Linked DNA regions of Mus musculus: all the other regions are linked to region 1. A link is a contact called in public promoter capture Hi-C data. All regions are on one chromosome and are shown on one strand. Each heading gives the region's core, a stretch centred on a gene start, on an enhancer-like site or on the middle of the called end of the contact. The rest is flanking DNA. Distances are from core to core; before and after follow the strand shown. Region 1 holds the start of Fam117a (family with sequence similarity 117, member A). Region 2 has its middle 26 kb from the start of Nxph3. Region 3 holds the start of Nxph3 (neurexophilin 3).

What was found. Promoter capture Hi-C pulls out the DNA fragments that hold promoters and counts their contacts. Capture Hi-C pulls out chosen DNA fragments and counts their contacts.
Region 2: a contact with region 1 is called in a promoter capture Hi-C map of embryonic stem cells, with 3 times the contacts expected there. The contact joins the enhancer-like site here to the promoter of Fam117a in region 1. A contact is called at or near these places in 11 of 39 promoter capture datasets (3T3-L1-derived adipocytes, the C10 cell line, the HPC-7 cell line and 5 more), 1 of 15 datasets of contacts at CTCF or cohesin (large pre-B cells), 4 of 484 Hi-C or Micro-C datasets (Sertoli cells, bone marrow-derived macrophages, embryonic stem cells and 1 more), 11 of 115 datasets of contacts at active chromatin or transcription factors (T-cell acute lymphoblastic leukemia, bone marrow-derived macrophages, craniofacial prominence and 6 more) and 3 of 9 other capture datasets (adipose tissue, liver and pancreatic islet).
Region 3: a promoter capture Hi-C map of liver shows a contact between it and region 1. The contact joins the promoter of Nxph3 here to the promoter of Fam117a in region 1. A contact is called at or near these places in 15 of 39 promoter capture datasets (3T3-L1-derived adipocytes, the C10 cell line, the HPC-7 cell line and 8 more), 1 of 15 datasets of contacts at CTCF or cohesin (large pre-B cells), 11 of 484 Hi-C or Micro-C datasets (Sertoli cells, bone marrow-derived macrophages, brown adipocytes and 5 more), 15 of 115 datasets of contacts at active chromatin or transcription factors (T-cell acute lymphoblastic leukemia, bone marrow-derived macrophages, craniofacial prominence and 10 more) and 4 of 9 other capture datasets (adipose tissue, liver, macrophages and 1 more).

The regions. Positions count from the first base shown.
Region 1 is chr11:95,335,564-95,338,440 of GRCm38.p6, reverse strand. Fam117a (family with sequence similarity 117, member A) reads right to left here and starts at 1,423. Exons shown (of 8, transcript NM_172543.4): 1 at 1,180-1,423. The coding sequence starts at 1,375.
Region 2 is chr11:95,539,589-95,542,465 of GRCm38.p6, reverse strand. No RefSeq gene overlaps it. Among named protein-coding and RNA genes, the nearest start is that of Nxph3, 26 kb to the right of the region's middle. Within about 2 kb of position 1,530, at least 24 of the 459 cell types and tissues checked have an H3K27ac peak or open chromatin away from gene starts, as enhancers often do. A contact at or near this core is called in T-cell acute lymphoblastic leukemia, embryonic stem cells and pancreatic islet, where this site is marked.
Region 3 is chr11:95,513,189-95,516,065 of GRCm38.p6, reverse strand. Nxph3 (neurexophilin 3) reads left to right here and starts at 1,501. Exons shown (of 2, transcript NM_130858.3): 1 at 1,501-1,906. The coding sequence starts at 1,853.

The DNA of each region.
Region 1 (2,877 bases), core at 174-2,673:
AATACCTTCAGGAAGAGGATATGCAATGTCCAAGCTTAGTCATCTGCAGAAAGCACAAGAGACTGGTGTAGGGACTGTCACAGTAGGATGGCAGGGACCATAGCTTCTGTACATTTGGTACAAACTTAGACTTAGGAAGTGTGCAATGATCCTTTCACATCTGGTGTGAATCAAACGCAAACTTCACTTTTAACTTACTGCCAACCTCCTCATGCAAGTAGGTTCCCTTTCCGTTCCAAAGGGCCTGCAATTGTGGGTCCCATCACAGCCTTAAGTGTGAAAGCAAGGTTAAATTTGCTCCACCCTAGTTTCCCCACACCCACCACATCAAGCTGCTATTAAGAAACTGCTTCGGCGCTGTTCAGAAAGTGGGGTATTTAACACAGCATACTTGATTGTAAGCACTCCACTGCCACGTTGGCTGGGAATGCTCAGGGCAAAACACCTTCGGAGGAGGCAAGAAGTAGGATGCAAACTGCCCAACTCCTGTACATAAGCACACACGCACAGAATAACTGGAAAGAGACAGCCATGTTAAGCAAGTCAGAGATATGGGAACATTCAACTTCGGGGCTACCCCGAGAGGAATGTAGAAAATCGGTAACAGAGGTATGTTTGCACCGAAGTAAAAGCCGTTAAACTAACTTATTCCAACGGGCTGAGTTCAAATCATCTCCTGGAAGAAGCATAATGTGAAAGCGCACGTGAAGTGGTGAAGAAAGGAACTCGAGAGCCATAGAGAGAGACGCTGGGGCCAAACTCAAGCAGGAGAAGTAACACATGGCTCCACCCGGCTCTCTTCCATGCCCCTCCCCCTCACTGAGCAGGCGTCCAGCGCCCACCGGTTCTGGCTCCCAGTGAAGCCCTCGACTCCGGACGCCCACAACACTCCTTGCACGCACTCTAGCACTTCTCACACCGCCCGGGCGGACACTTCGGACCACTTTTCGGTTACGCCCCCCCAAAGCTAGCTTCCATCTGCCAGGTCCCTCCCCTCTGGTCCCCGGCCCATGCACCCGGCACCCCGTCCCGGAGTTGCACCGCAGGTTCGCAGCTGCTCGCCTTCGCTCCCTCCGCCCTCGCGAACTCTGAGCGCCCCTTTTTCTCTTCTCTCACCTCCCATCTACTTCTAGTACTCTCCAGCCCGTCGCCCCAGCACCCGCTCCGGACCCGGCTCACCTGCGCGGCCACCCCCGTCCCGGCGCTGGTGAGGCTGCTGCAGCTGGAAGGGGACCGTAGCCCTGAGTGGCTGCAGACCGACCCGGGGGGAGCCAGCGGGCGCCGGTGGAGAGCAGCCCCGCCGGAGACCCCCCGCCCCTCCGCGCCCCGGCCCCCAGGAACCTCCGCCTCGGCCGCCCGCTGCGGCCCCGGACATGGCCCACCCGGCTACCTGCCGCCTCACCCCCACGGCGAGCCCCACACTGCCCCCAACCCCCGCGGCCGCTACTTATCTGCCCTACGGGCGCGGACCGGCCCCCTCGGCCCAGAGTTCTAATTGGCCTACAGAGTCCCAGGACCTCCCCCTCAACCAATCCATGGCGGGGCTCTTCTGTTTCCGAGGATGATTGGTCCATGTGCTCAGCCATCAAGTCAAGACCCCCACCCTCCTGATTTTCTTCTTTTCTTTTTTTTTTTTTTTTTTAATGTCCTTAAGGCTGCCGATTGGACCTTCCAGTAGAGGGCTGGTTCTTCAGCACTGCCAATGAGAAGGTTCAAAGGGGAGGATCGTCACACCCAGTCCCAGGTAGTATGCAAATATATGCCATGTGATGTCAGGCTGTGCAGGGGGCGGGGCTGGATGTGGACTGGAATCAAACACTACTGAAATCTTTAAAGGTGGTAGTGTCAAACTCTAAGCAGTTTCAATGGGACTGAGAATGCCTAACTTCAAAAGCCATTACATTTAGTTTAACTAAAAAACATTAGTTTTCAATTCTCATGAGATTTCACTGCAGCTGACAAACTCCAAACTGAGATTCGATAAATTTATAGAAGGTTTGCCTATCATTTGCATGAGCTTTGCATTAAATTCGTACATTTAATGGCTACCTCGCCTCACATGACACTCATTTGTCTTCTACGTTTCCAAGTCCCTTCCTGAAGCTGGTCCAATCTCAATAAAAACAGCTGTTAGTCTGTAAATTAACTTGAGCCTTTAAAAGGGAGCTGGGAATTTCCCTTCAGAACCATCCATTGTAAGTGTACCTAGCAAAACAAAGTAAATGATAAATCTGATCAAGTTTGATAGTGACTCCACTAGGAAATCTTTGTCTTTCCAGCTCAGTTGCTCTCTGACCTACAAGTCAAAGACCAGATGGTCCCCAAAGAGAATACTGGCAAGCTGTGAAAATTATATGCTATGTATATGTGAACACATTTTCGGAAAAAAGAAAAAGCAGTATTTAAGATACTATTAAAACAATGCATCTCAAAAAAAAAAAATCCATTACTCTTGCTACTTTGTTCTATATATGGAAAAGAAACAGAGCCAATTAACGCTGGACTGTCTGTGAGAAGGGACCATCCAAGTAATTGGATAATTCCCTCTAGATTTATATTTAGTTATGAATTCTAATTTTGACCTTGCTACCGATTTGTCTTTCTATTTCAGTCTCTACCGAGTTTAGTATTTTTTTTAAAGGTATTCCCTTGAAGCCACACTTACTAATCAGAGGAAAGGGAGTAAACTGGGTGTGCGTGCTGCGAGAGTACCTTGGGATCCAATACTGAAAGCAGATAACGCTCAGAGTGGGAATGCAACAGTTGGCTGAATATTAAAATCAGACCAGAACACAGAACATGGAGGCAAAGGAACATACTGTGAAAAGATTTTTCTCTGCAAAGACACTACTTTCATGTTTGAACGATTTGCTTCAA
Region 2 (2,877 bases), core at 281-2,780, 200 kb before region 1:
ACAGGAATCTGGAAGCAGGAGCTGATGCAGACACCATGGAGGGGTGCTGCTAACTGGCTTGCTTCCCCTGACTTGCTCAGCTTGCTTTCTTATAGAACTCAAGACCATCAGCCCAGGGATGGCACCACCCACTATGGGCTGGGCCCTCTCCTATTGATCACTAATTGAGAAAATGCCCTACAGCTGGATCTCATGGAGGCATTTCCTTAACTGAGGCTCCTTCCTCTCTGGTGACCCCAGCTGTGTCAAGTAGACACAAACCCAGCCAGTACAATCTGGGACACAGTGTCTATGTTCAGACTGGGAAGAAGGTAGGGACATTGGGGAGGTGTGGACCCTTGTGACCAGGAAGGACGTGATGACAGCATCTCATCTTGGACATTTGTCAAGAATTCTACCTCCATGTTTCTCCTACTACCACTGCCTAGACACCTCAGGGATCTTAGAGACCAGCCAGTGGTGGAGATTATCAGAGACAGACAGGCTGCACACTAGAAGGGAAAGTGGGTCTTGTAAACATGAAGAACTGGGGGGGGGGGGGGTTAAACTCAGGCTAGCATGTGCCAGAAGCCTGCAGAGAGGAGGCAGCCTGGAGGAGGTCCTGTGGGTGGCACCCAAGGAGATCTTTCCCAGCTCTGCCACACATGGGGTCATCCTGGAAGCCACTTCTTTGTCCTTTGTTCTTATTTTCTTTCTCTGGCTCAGGACCCCAGCATCTTCCCACAATCCATCCTTATGTAAAATAAGCAAGAGCTGGCCCTCCTGCCCATGCAGTTAGCAAGACAACCAACCACGTGTCTCCAGACTGTGGGAGTTCCTGGGTCGTTTACCTCACAGTGTGGAACTCAGAAACCCAGGGACCCTGTCTCACTGCCTCAATACCCAGATGTCCTCACACCCTTCAGCCCCAGACAGCCCCAGACAGCCTCACAGCTGGGCTGACTAGAGGAAGAAGGGCAAAGAGGGGACATCTCAGACAAACAAGCAGACTGGCTGGGGGTGGCTTAACTCTCTCTCTCTCTCCCAGCATGGACCCAAGGAGTCCTCTGTAATATCTCTACCCTTCCCCTGCCTCCGCCCGCGAACAACCCCAGCAAACTGTCTATACAGACTGCCCTCTTGGCTCCAAGTTCGTTCATTCTTACAGAATTGTTAAGACACACACCTCACTCCCAGAGATCCCGCATTCAGAGGTTGTCTGGTCAGTGGTGTCCCCCTCTGATTTCTAATTCCCCTCAGCTCTCAAACAGAGAAACCGGAAATGGGTGTGGCTGGAAGTAGAACAGGATAAATAGTTACGGCAGGGTGTGGAGGACGCTCCAGAGGGAGCCCAGCTCGGTCACAGCTTCCCACTCCCACTAGTGTCCCTGGTCAAGGTTCGAGGTGTCTGCTTTTTTGTAAAATGACAATGAGCACACAGCACGGGGTCCTGGGAACACAAGGGGAGGTGACACCTGCAGACTCCCGGAGACTACCCTTGAGTGCAGCCAGCTGTGGTTATGACAACGGGCTCGCCATAGGTTGTAAGCAACCTGGCCATCTGGAGCTCATGTTGAACATACAAGCAAATCACAAACAAGTCTGTCCTCACGTGGCTAGTGATAGAGGGGTAGCCAACGGGAGAGGGCTGAGGAGGAGGCAGGGCAGGGAGGGAGAGGGCTGAGGAGGAGGCAGGGCAGGGAGGGAGAGGGCTGAGGAGGAGGCAGGGCAGGGAGGGCTGGGGTGTGGGGTCTGTCCCGGTGCAGAGCTCAAGGCTGGGTTTCAGAACCACGGGATCCCGACAAATGCTGAGAGATACACAGGGTAACAGGACCCGCAGAACAGGGGCCTTGCATGGCCCAGCCAGGCCAGGGAGAAGAGGCATGCATGGGATTACTAAAGAGGGCTGAGTCTGGGGGTGAGGTACAAATGTGCATGGGACCTGTAGAGAAATAGCTAGGAATGCCAAGCACAAAGCTGGGGTGTCCTCAAGAGCAGTAGGGAGCCATGGAAGGGGTGAGGTCCAGAAGGAACTGTTGGGATATGAGTTCGGAGAGGTGGGGGGCCCTGGTAAGGCAAATGTGTGTTCAAGAGATACACAGGGTGTATCCTTATGACCTCCGGGTGAAGACAAGGGAACTGGATTCTCTCTGGAGCTGGACTGTGATTCTCAAAGCACACCGTTCAAACCCAGTGTTTTGTGAACATCTGCCACGGATCAGGCTTCACACAGGCTGAGCACAGGAGGCAGCCTAGACCTCAGCAGGTGAGAGAGGCTCAGGGATCCCAGCCCACAGGAGACAGACCAACAATGACCAGCTGCAAAGGAAGGGATGGCTTATGGATTGCGGAAGAGAGGGCAGGGCTGGCCACCTTGGGCTCCCTGAGAACAGGGGCCATAGCTTCCTTTCACAGTGGTGTTGTGTGAGGCCAAAGCTGGGCACACTCAATGAAACTGAGCTCTTGAGAACGAGACAGTTTCCCACTGGGGCTGCTAAGGATGAGGCTGAGGTCTTCACCAGGCCCTGCTTCTCACCAGATCACAAAGGGCCAGGACAGAAGCAAGCAGCCCCGTGGTCCACACACACTAGCCTGTGCTGTGTCCTTCGGGAGCCTGTTGCTCTAGGGAGTTGCCAGGGGCTTCATTCATGTCAGAAGTCTCTCTGGGAGTGGCCTACCCAACGGAGGGTCCCTGAGGTTTTTACAAGCCCGCCCCAGTTCCAACTGTAACTGGCTATCCCCCCCACCCCCTGCCCCTAAGCTCACCCAGTGGGACTTGCAAGGGTAATGAGCTGAGGCCAGAGGTTCACCCTCATCTTGGGGAGGGGACCTGTGAACAGGAACAGGCTGGAGATGAAACACCTAGAAGCAGGCCTAAGCTGGGAGATGGGGGCTCGG
Region 3 (2,877 bases), core at 252-2,751, 180 kb before region 1:
AGGAGTGAGCCCAGCTTCGTCTCTGTCAAGCTGAGAGCGGGAACTAGCTGCCCACGCTCAGACCAACAGCATCTTTCTCCCAGCTGGACCAGAAGCTCCAAGGCCACACAAAATTTTACCTGTTCCTTCCTCCTCCCCTGCCTTTGGCAGTCTTTGAGTACACACACACACACACACACACACACACACACACACACACACACACACACTGCAAAGAGCCCGAAAGGCCCAGGGCACCCAGGAGACAGGGGGCTCATCCAAGCTACCTCCTTCTGCAGTCTCTCCCTCTTTGCACTTGGCCCAGGCTGATATTAAGATTCATCTGCATTCCTCGCACAACGCCTGGCAGATGGTGGGGGAGGAGGCTGGGTGTGAGCTGGGGGCTGCAGCCAGGGACCACACTGGATCTCAGAGGGCCACAGAAGAGAGTGTGGAGAGCTTCCGGTAGACCCAGTGTAGGCTGGGGCCACTCCAAATGCCTCCATGCGGGTCCTAGGATTCGACCTTTTGTTTTTCTAAAGACCAAAGGAGTTGTAAAGAGCTCAGAAGGATGTCTAGCCATTGAGGGCAGGAGGGTGGTCCTGACCCTTTGGGATCTCTTGTCTAGGTCTTAATCTTTCTTGTCTTGGTGATTTGAAGAGAACAGAGCAACCTAGGACCCCACTGGGGTGGGGCCCTTTTCCGCCTGGTGACACCTGTGCCGTGGGAAATGGGTAGGGAAGAACATGCTCTGAGAGGCCTGTTCACGCCATTTATGCCTCTATTTCTCAGGAGGCAAACCCTTACCCCAACCTCAGAACCCAGCCTGGACCCTAGTGGTCTCTTCAGCCCAGCGCCTCAACCAAATGCTTCGTACTGATTGCTCTTAGGTCGTCTAAGAAGAAAAGGAACGAATGTGCTAGGAAAAAGGGTGCGAGCTAGACACTTAGAAGAACTTCCCTTAGCACCCTCATCAAGTCTTGCAGGAACCATCAGCTGTGATCCGCTGTAAATATCCTTGAGCCCTTAAAAATGGATTTAGGGAGAGTCGTCTTTCCAAATTCTAGGACTCCTAGGGTGGAGGTAGGTAGAGCGACAGATTCCCGTGTGCCCGCTACAGAAAAGAAGGCGCGCTGCCAGAAGGGCGGAAAAGCTGGTGTCCCCATCCGCGGTCTTCCAGCCTCTTGCCTCCTCACCCAGAGCTCCTCCGCCCTCCTCCTGTCCCCTACGCTGGAAATTGGGCGTCCCAGGTCCCCAGGCTGCTGGCCGGCAGGGGAGGAGTTAAATCCGGAGGTACCGACTGGGCTCACCGTACCTGCCGCCGCCGCCGCCGCCAGTGGGAGGGACGAGGAAGCGGGAGGCGCCTGGGCGCCAGGAGCGCTCCAGTCTGGCGGGGCGCAGAGCGGGGAGCGGGCGGCCGCGGCTCGGCGTGGCCCGGGGCGTCCGCCAGGGGGCGCGCCACGACGGGGCGGGAGGGGCCGTCTGGTCTGGGGAATTAGCACCGGGGACGGGCGCGCGCGCAGGTCCCCAGCACATCTGGGTGAGAGCCGAGCCTCTGGAAACAAGCCGGGCGCCGAGCGCCTGTCTGGAGCGGCAGAGTCACCGCTCAGCCGGAGCCCCTTCGAGACGCTCCGGGCGCACATCTGGGACTGGGAGAAGGGACCGCGCGGCGAGCAGCTGGACTCGGGGAGGGGGCGGCGGCTGCACAGCTGGACCGAAGGGGGCGGGGTCGGTCCCAGCAACTGGCTGAGGGGAGGGCCGCGAGCCACCGGGGACCGGAGCATGGGACAGCGCGCCTGAAGGAGCAGTCCGGGACGGAGGGGGCCTGGGACCCCGAAAGGAAAAGAGAGACGGGTGAGAGCAAAGGAGGAAGATGCAACTGACCCGTTGCTGCTTCGTGTTCCTAGTGCAGGGCAGCCTCTATCTGGTGAGTGGTCCGCGGGGAGCGGCGCAGGGCGGGGGCCAGGGGATGGGGAGAGCGCGGGAAGCTGCGGAGCCCTGAAACTTTCTCCCTCCCCCCACCCCGGCATCCTGGGGATGCGGTGAACGCTGGAGGCTAGGGGAGAGGGCGGGTCCGAGGCCAGAGGCCGGACTGGAAGGGTTAATAGGGGCGGGGAGGAGGGTGCTTGGATGGCCCACCCACTCCGCGGCTGATCGCGGGAGGTGCGAGTGACACTAGGGAAAAGGCCCCCCAAGCTGAGTAGCCAAGGATTACCCGACCTCTCGTAGCAGCATCCCAGGACGCGCGAAACGGGGGTGGGGCAGGTGACCTGCCCGGCCAGGGGACGCGGTATTCTTCTTTGACCTCTGGGGCCCAGAGAATCCCGAACTGTGGGCCCTGGCGCGCCAAACCCGGGCGGACCGGGGGCAGCCCCCGCGTCCCTGCCTCCCGCCGTCCCTCTCGCTCCCTCCCTCCTCGCCTGTTGTTTTCCTCGCCTCTCCCGGCAGCGCGCAGCCCGAGCCCCACAGGACCTGGGCAGGCGGCTCCCGCCCCAGGCGCTCAAAGCAGCTGAGCTGAGCGCCCAGACCCCGCTCCCCCGCGGCCCAGGGTGCCTTGGAACCCCACCCTGGACCCTACCCTGTAGCTTAACTCTCTCGCGACCCGCGCCCACCGCCCCACATCTGTCCCGACCCTAATCCTGTCCTGGAGAAGCCTCCGCCTCGGCGCCACTGGAACGGCCCCCTTCCTCAAAACAATTCCCATTGACAGCAACCCTTCCATTCCTAGTCCACTCTAGGACTAGGGAGGATGTCTTCCCTGCTTGGCCCTTTCCTGTGGCCCTCTTTACTACTGAGCTATTGACTGTCTCAACCATTTAGTTAAACCCTAGAGCCAAGTACGCACAGGTGGGCAGCCTTAAACCCAAACCCAGGAGCCTTCCTTCTTGACTCCTGACC